Linked DNA regions of Mus musculus: region 1 is linked to region 2. A link is a contact called in public Hi-C data. All regions are on one chromosome and are shown on one strand. Each heading gives the region's core, a stretch centred on a gene start, on an enhancer-like site or on the middle of the called end of the contact. The rest is flanking DNA. Distances are from core to core; before and after follow the strand shown. Region 1 has its middle 15 kb from the start of Gm34770. Region 2 has its middle 8.6 kb from the start of Gm34322.

Evidence for each region. A called contact is a pair of places that touch in the nucleus more often than the background predicts.
Region 1: a contact with region 2 is called in a Hi-C map of myocytes, with 2.3 times the contacts expected there. The contact joins two enhancer-like sites. A contact is called at or near these places in 3 of 484 Hi-C or Micro-C datasets (myocytes, nephron progenitors and uterus) and 3 of 115 datasets of contacts at active chromatin or transcription factors (cardiomyocytes, fibro-adipogenic progenitors and pancreatic cancer cells).

Annotation. Positions count from the first base shown.
Region 1 is chr9:61,644,481-61,647,320 of GRCm38.p6, reverse strand. No RefSeq gene overlaps it. Among named protein-coding and RNA genes, the nearest start is that of Gm34770, 15 kb to the left of the region's middle. Within about 2 kb of position 1,585, at least 38 of the 459 cell types and tissues checked have an H3K27ac peak or open chromatin away from gene starts, as enhancers often do. A contact at or near this core is called in myocytes and uterus, where this site is marked.
Region 2 is chr9:61,432,616-61,435,631 of GRCm38.p6, reverse strand. No RefSeq gene overlaps it. Among named protein-coding and RNA genes, the nearest start is that of Gm34322, 8.6 kb to the left of the region's middle. Within about 2 kb of position 1,406, at least 132 of the 459 cell types and tissues checked have an H3K27ac peak or open chromatin away from gene starts, as enhancers often do. A contact at or near this core is called in myocytes and uterus, where this site is marked.

The DNA of each region.
Region 1 (2,840 bases), core at 336-2,835, 210 kb before region 2:
ATTTTATCTAATTTTCCTGTGTTTGTGTAACAAACATGTTTTGTGAAGAATAAAACAAAGCAAGACCTCTGTCACAAATGGCTTCTTCAGAGATGTAGAGTCTAAGAGGACAGAGGCCCTGCCCTGCCTAAACTTGGGAGTCACAGCCATGCCCTAGGAGAAGGCCAGGGTCAGGTGTCTCTACGCAGGCCTCCTGTGTGACTTTGAAGAGATTTGCTCAGAGCTTAGTGGGGCAGTCCTTCTCCATGTAGTGAGAAGTAGCCTTATGCAACTGTGGTCTCCTGACTGCACAGGCCAGAATAAAATGCTTTCCAGGGGGTCTGAAGGTGCCTGGTTGGGAGATTTCTTGTAATAGTTTTAAAGTCCAAATACTATGCCGCAGTGTCCAAGGGCAGACATACCTGGAAGGCTTTTGGTCCCTCTTCATGGGGTGTCCATGGTGGTTCACCCCTTCAGACCATGCTGGTCCTCTGGCTCTCTCCCCTGTACCATCCACTATTGTACAGCCCTGGCATCTATTTCCGTACCATCGCTGACAGTGCCTAGGAGCTCAGTCCCTCCTGATACCTCAGGATCCTTTGCCGCTTCCCGTCTTCCTAGGAATCTCACAAATAGGGATTATAAACCCCGTTTAAAGATGAAGAACGCAAGACTCCGAGATGCTGACAATATGTTTAAAGACACATAGCCAATGACTAGGAGATGTCTGGACCAAGTCTCTACCCTGTGCCTAGAAGAGAGTCTTGGGCAGTGTGAGCACACGCTAAGTATTTGTCAGGTGACAGAAGAATTTCCTTAGGACATTCATGCTGCAAAGTTCTCTGGAAACTCGTCACTGTTTAATTTCATCTGAACACCTGCTTGTGAGCTCAGTGTGAACCTAGAGAAAGTGTGTCCCAGGCAAGCCAGGCTATAACACACATACATACACACACACACACACACACACACACACACACACACTCCTGTAATGACCCGCCTGCAATTGATATACTGCTAAGTAGCATTTCTTGTACTGGGGAGATTCTATTTCCACACTAGCAGCAAATATGACCTTTGAGTCAGCTGCCAGCTGCTCATAATTCTGACAGATGCAAGCGCATTTCTGGGAAGCTGTGGCCACTCAGGACCTTGCAGATCAGCAAGCAACGCTGGCGGCTTTGGTAAGATTGATCGGCCCGTGAGAATCCCATTTACAGCCCTAACAGAGCCTCGGTTTACCACGGCCTGGGCACTAATGACTTCGACAGCTCCGATCTAAATCTGTCAGCCAGAGCTGGTGGCAATATTAAAGAGCACTCTATTTATACGAAGCGGCAATTAGGAGAACGCTCGCCAATGGGCCTCCTCTTCCAAGCAAATCCCCAGCCTTCCAAACGGTGTCATGCTCGTGGTTATTTTAATCCACTTGGAATTTCGGGGATATTAATGTGATGGGCCATCGAGGAGGATCAGCCAGGTTTATTTCAGCTGACATTTCAGAGAGCACACTCGGGTTTCTGAGACGTGCCCAATATCCTCTGCCCTGTCCACAGCTCACTGCTGGGGGAGGTGGTGAGAGGACAGGAAGCAGCTGCAGAGAGGGAGGGCTCTTCCTCCTCAGCCCTGCCCTCCTCTGCCTCCTCCCTGCTGGCTCCTGCATGGTCTCTCCAAGCCTCAGCTTTTTCTCGGGACCTCTGCATCCTCTTAGCCGCTTTTCAGTCCCCTTCTTGCTTTGTTCTAGAAAGGAAATAAACATGTAGATTAAATTACCAGACAAAATACAGCTTGCGGACTGGGAACATTTATGTGCAAGGTGCTAGGCCTTAAGTTCAAACCTCAGCACTGCTCATACTCTCGTGCGCACACATGCGTTTGCACACGCACACATATATACACAGAATCTGCCGGTAAATTTCAGAAAAAAAAAAGAGAGAGAGAGAGAGAAATCTTTTTCAGTATGCAATGTTTTGGGATATACTCACATTTCAAACTTTATTATTTATTTAAAATTCACGTTTGACTGAGCATAATCCAGCTTAGATTATAGTCCATTTAGAACCGGCTTAGAGGTTCAGCCTTCTCATGCTTACTTCAGACTTCTATTTCCAGCTCTTGGGGAAGGCCTGGAGAGGTCAGGTAGGTTAGGAGGAGGATAGGAGAAGCTGGCCCTTGCCAGCTGGAATGAAAATGTTTAAATAGTGTGCTGGCTGGATTTATGTCAACTTGACCCAAGCTAGAGTCGTCTGAAAGGAGGGAAGCTCATCAAAGAAAATGCTTCTCTAAGTTCAGCTATAAGGTATTTTCTTAGTGATTGATGTGGGAAGGCCCAGCCCATTGTGGGTGGTACCACCCCTGGGCTGGTGGTCCTGGGGTCTATAAGAAAGCAGGCTGAGCAAGCCATGGGGAGCAAGCTAGTAAGCAGCACCCCTCCATGGCCTTTGCATCAGCTTGGCCCTGCCCTGTTTGGGTTCCTGTCTTGACTTCCTTCAGTGATGAACAGTAAAGGGAAGTGTAAGCCAAATAAACCCTTTCTTCCCCGCGTTGCTTTGATCATGGTGTTTCATCACAGCAGTAGTAACCCTACCTAAGACAAATATATCAGTCATGGTCGTGGTTATCTGGCTGCTGATGGCAACTGGAGTTTAAATCTGGAGACAGCTCTGATTGTTCTCACCTACCTAAGGATAAACAGAGAGTTTGGCACTTTTGCCACTGGATGTACAGTAGTGGCAACAGTGACAGTTGTAATTGCAGGCCGCCTGGCCTGATCTGTGCAGACCTTCTGTAAGTACCATACCTGTGCTGCCATTGATACAGGCCTCTGGGAATGGCTGTGAATGTTAACACCCAATCTGCCC
Region 2 (3,016 bases), core at 157-2,656:
GCCCAGAGGCCCATCCCAGGTGATTCTAGATTCTGTCAAGTTGTCAACTGAGATTAACCATCACAGCTGCGCTCCAACTCAGCCAGCGGCAGCAGAACTCGGGGATGCTCATTACCCCTGGTTTCCTGGAAGAGATAAACCTTAAGCTCTTGCTTCTCTGTGTAGAGGGGGTCTGGAGAAAGTGCGGAGGGAGAAATGCCTAATGTTTCAGAGCAGAGTCATTTGTCATTTGCATGCTGAGTGCCCTACCCTAAGCAGGCTCAGCAAGAGGTTGCAGCTGGGCAGCCAGCCTTCCAGCTGTGTGAAGTAGGAGGGGGCGGGACACACAGCCTCTGAGCCTAGGCTGACAGCTCTGGAGAGTGCCCCTCCCACAGCAGAGTTGGTGCAATAGGTCTTGTGATGAGGACTCACTCAGACTTCACTACAGCAGTATGGGGGAGAGCAGCAACTGTAACTCCTCTCATGTTTTTTAAAGTCTGAAAAGCTGGGCAGTCTGAGCATGTCTTTAGTCCCAGTACTTGAGAGGCAAAGGCAGGCAGATTCCCCTGGTCTACAGAGCGAGTTCCAGGATAGCCAGGGCTGCACGGAGAAACCCTGTCTCAAAAACAAAACAAAGCAAAGCAAAGCAAAGCAAAGCAAAGCAAAGCAAAGCAAAGCAAAGCAAAGCAAAGCAAAGCAAAGCAAAGCAAAGCAAAGCAAAGCAGAACAGACATCTAAAGGCTGACTCTGTAGCTCAGAGAGTATGTGCCTAGCATCCCCCTGCACCCCCAGCATGGCATAAATCCAAGGTAATGGTACATGCCTATGATCTTGGCACTTGGAAGGTAGAGGAACAGAGATGTTAGAGTCATCCTTGGCTACATAGTGAGTTCAAGAATAGCCTGGGCTAGAGATTCTATTTTTTTTTAAATGAATTTTTTTTTTTTTTAAAGCCATGAACTCTGAAAGAATACCAAAATGAAGAGGACAGCAGTTTGACTATAACCCTGTGTCTGGGACACAGTGGCCTCTATCATTGTCACTCTTTTTCTTCTTGTTTATCTATATCTCCCCAATTCTCCACAGTCTGAATTCATTGTCATTTCAAATTGATAATACAGTAAAGCACAAGGTATGCACACACTGTGGGGATAGCCACCTCCATACTGGGGAAGAAAACTGAAGGCGGGCAAAGCCCGGGACTCAAGTCTGAGGCCCGGAGGGAGGCAATGCCCCCTCTGTGAGTAGTGCAGATCCCTGCCTGGACCGCCCAGCTCACTGGCTTGTTCCGGCTGTGCCTGGCTCAGACAATGTGAATGCACAATCATTCATTATAACTCAATTACAGTGATTAAAGCTGGTGGCATGCAGAGGCAGGAGGGAGTGTTGCCAACAAAATTTACACTCCGTGTCATCAGCAAGAGATAACAGCAGCTGACAGCCCGCTGCCTCCCCTGCCATCTGCTCAGCCTGGCCGCCTGAGGGGCAAGAGCAGCCGCTGTGCTCACGGTGGCCTAGAGTGCTGAGATGAGCCGCCTTGGGGCTGGGCTAGGACTTGAGCGGGGTGCCCATGGGTGTAAGGCAAATGGGGGCCTGGGCCCCTCCACACAGCTGATCTGACATCCAGCATGCAGAATGGGGTTGTGGTAGAGCAGAACTAAGGCTGTTCTGGGGTTTTTGTCTATGGTGGCACAGGTTGGCTTTCTGAGATCTGGTTTCCCCTCCATGTTCTAGGAGGGAAACTGAGGCACAGATACACAAAGGACAAATCAATTAAGACAGTCATCTGGGACAGAGTCGTAGCTCAGACCCTCCCCATCACCCCCTCTTGTTTACATGGAGGCTGAGCGGTGTGGGAAGTTAGGCCATACTTAGCTTCAGAGAGGTGGAGCCAAGATCAAGTCATTCACCATGGGACCCAGAATAAGTCAATGATAATAGTCGAGGGGCCTGTGAGGTGATGCAGGGGCGCTAAGCCCAGACTGTGTGATGGAGAGAGAGGAATATGGCAATTGTCCCAGATATGAGGAGACTCAGGTCATGGCTACCAGGCGGGACTGGGAGGACAAAGGGAGGCAAAGGTCAGAGGTGAGGTCTGTGCCATGAATCTGAGATGGGTGAATAACAGAACTGCTTCTCTTAATGTAGGGTGACAGTGACCCAGGCCACCAAGGACTTGGGACCTGCAGCTCTGAGTCTGGCGGCAACAGGACTCCTGTGCACTGGCCCAGCAGATAGACTGGTCCCTAAGGGCCTTTGCTGAGCTCCATGGACTCATGCATGATGCATCATGTGACATAGTAGGTAAAGGGAGGAGGGCCCTTCTTCCCTTGCTTGTTTCAGAATACTTTTTTCTATGTTTTTATTTATTTATTTATTTAGAAACAGGGTCTCAAGCAGCCCTTGTTGTCTTCTTGCTAAGTAACCCAGGCTGGCTTTAAATGTATGATCCTCCTGCTTCCAACTCCCAAGAGAAGAAGTATAGACGGATGTCACAACACCTAGTTCTATGGGATGTTGGAACTCCAACCCAGGGCTTTTGTGCTTGCTAAGTAAACACACTACCAACAGTGCTCCACCCCATTCTCTGGTTGCTATAGGTCACTCTTTCAAGCTCATGATTCTCACATGGCCTAAACCACACTCACCATGGTTGAGCCTACCTGCCAGCTGCCCACTGCCAGACACCTTCGGCCCTTCCTTGCCCTGGTGGCTAACTAACCTCAAATTCCACCCCAGACAAGCATGCCCTTGGCTTCCGGAGGACGTGTCTGACTCCACCCAGGTTCTCAGGGGACCCCTCTCCCTGCTATCTGTGGGGCAGGCTTTGCACAGGCTGCAGTTGTGCAAACCAAAGTTTACCCTCCCCGGGAGCTCTCCTTCTTCATCCATTAGTCCTTCAGAGTCCAGCTCAGACCTCACCTCTAACATGAAGCTATCCTGACTCCAAAACTCAGGAGACACTTTCTATGGGGTCCTAGGTCCTTGTGCTTGTGCCATGGGAATCCTGATCAGGGAATATTAGGGTCATCTTGGG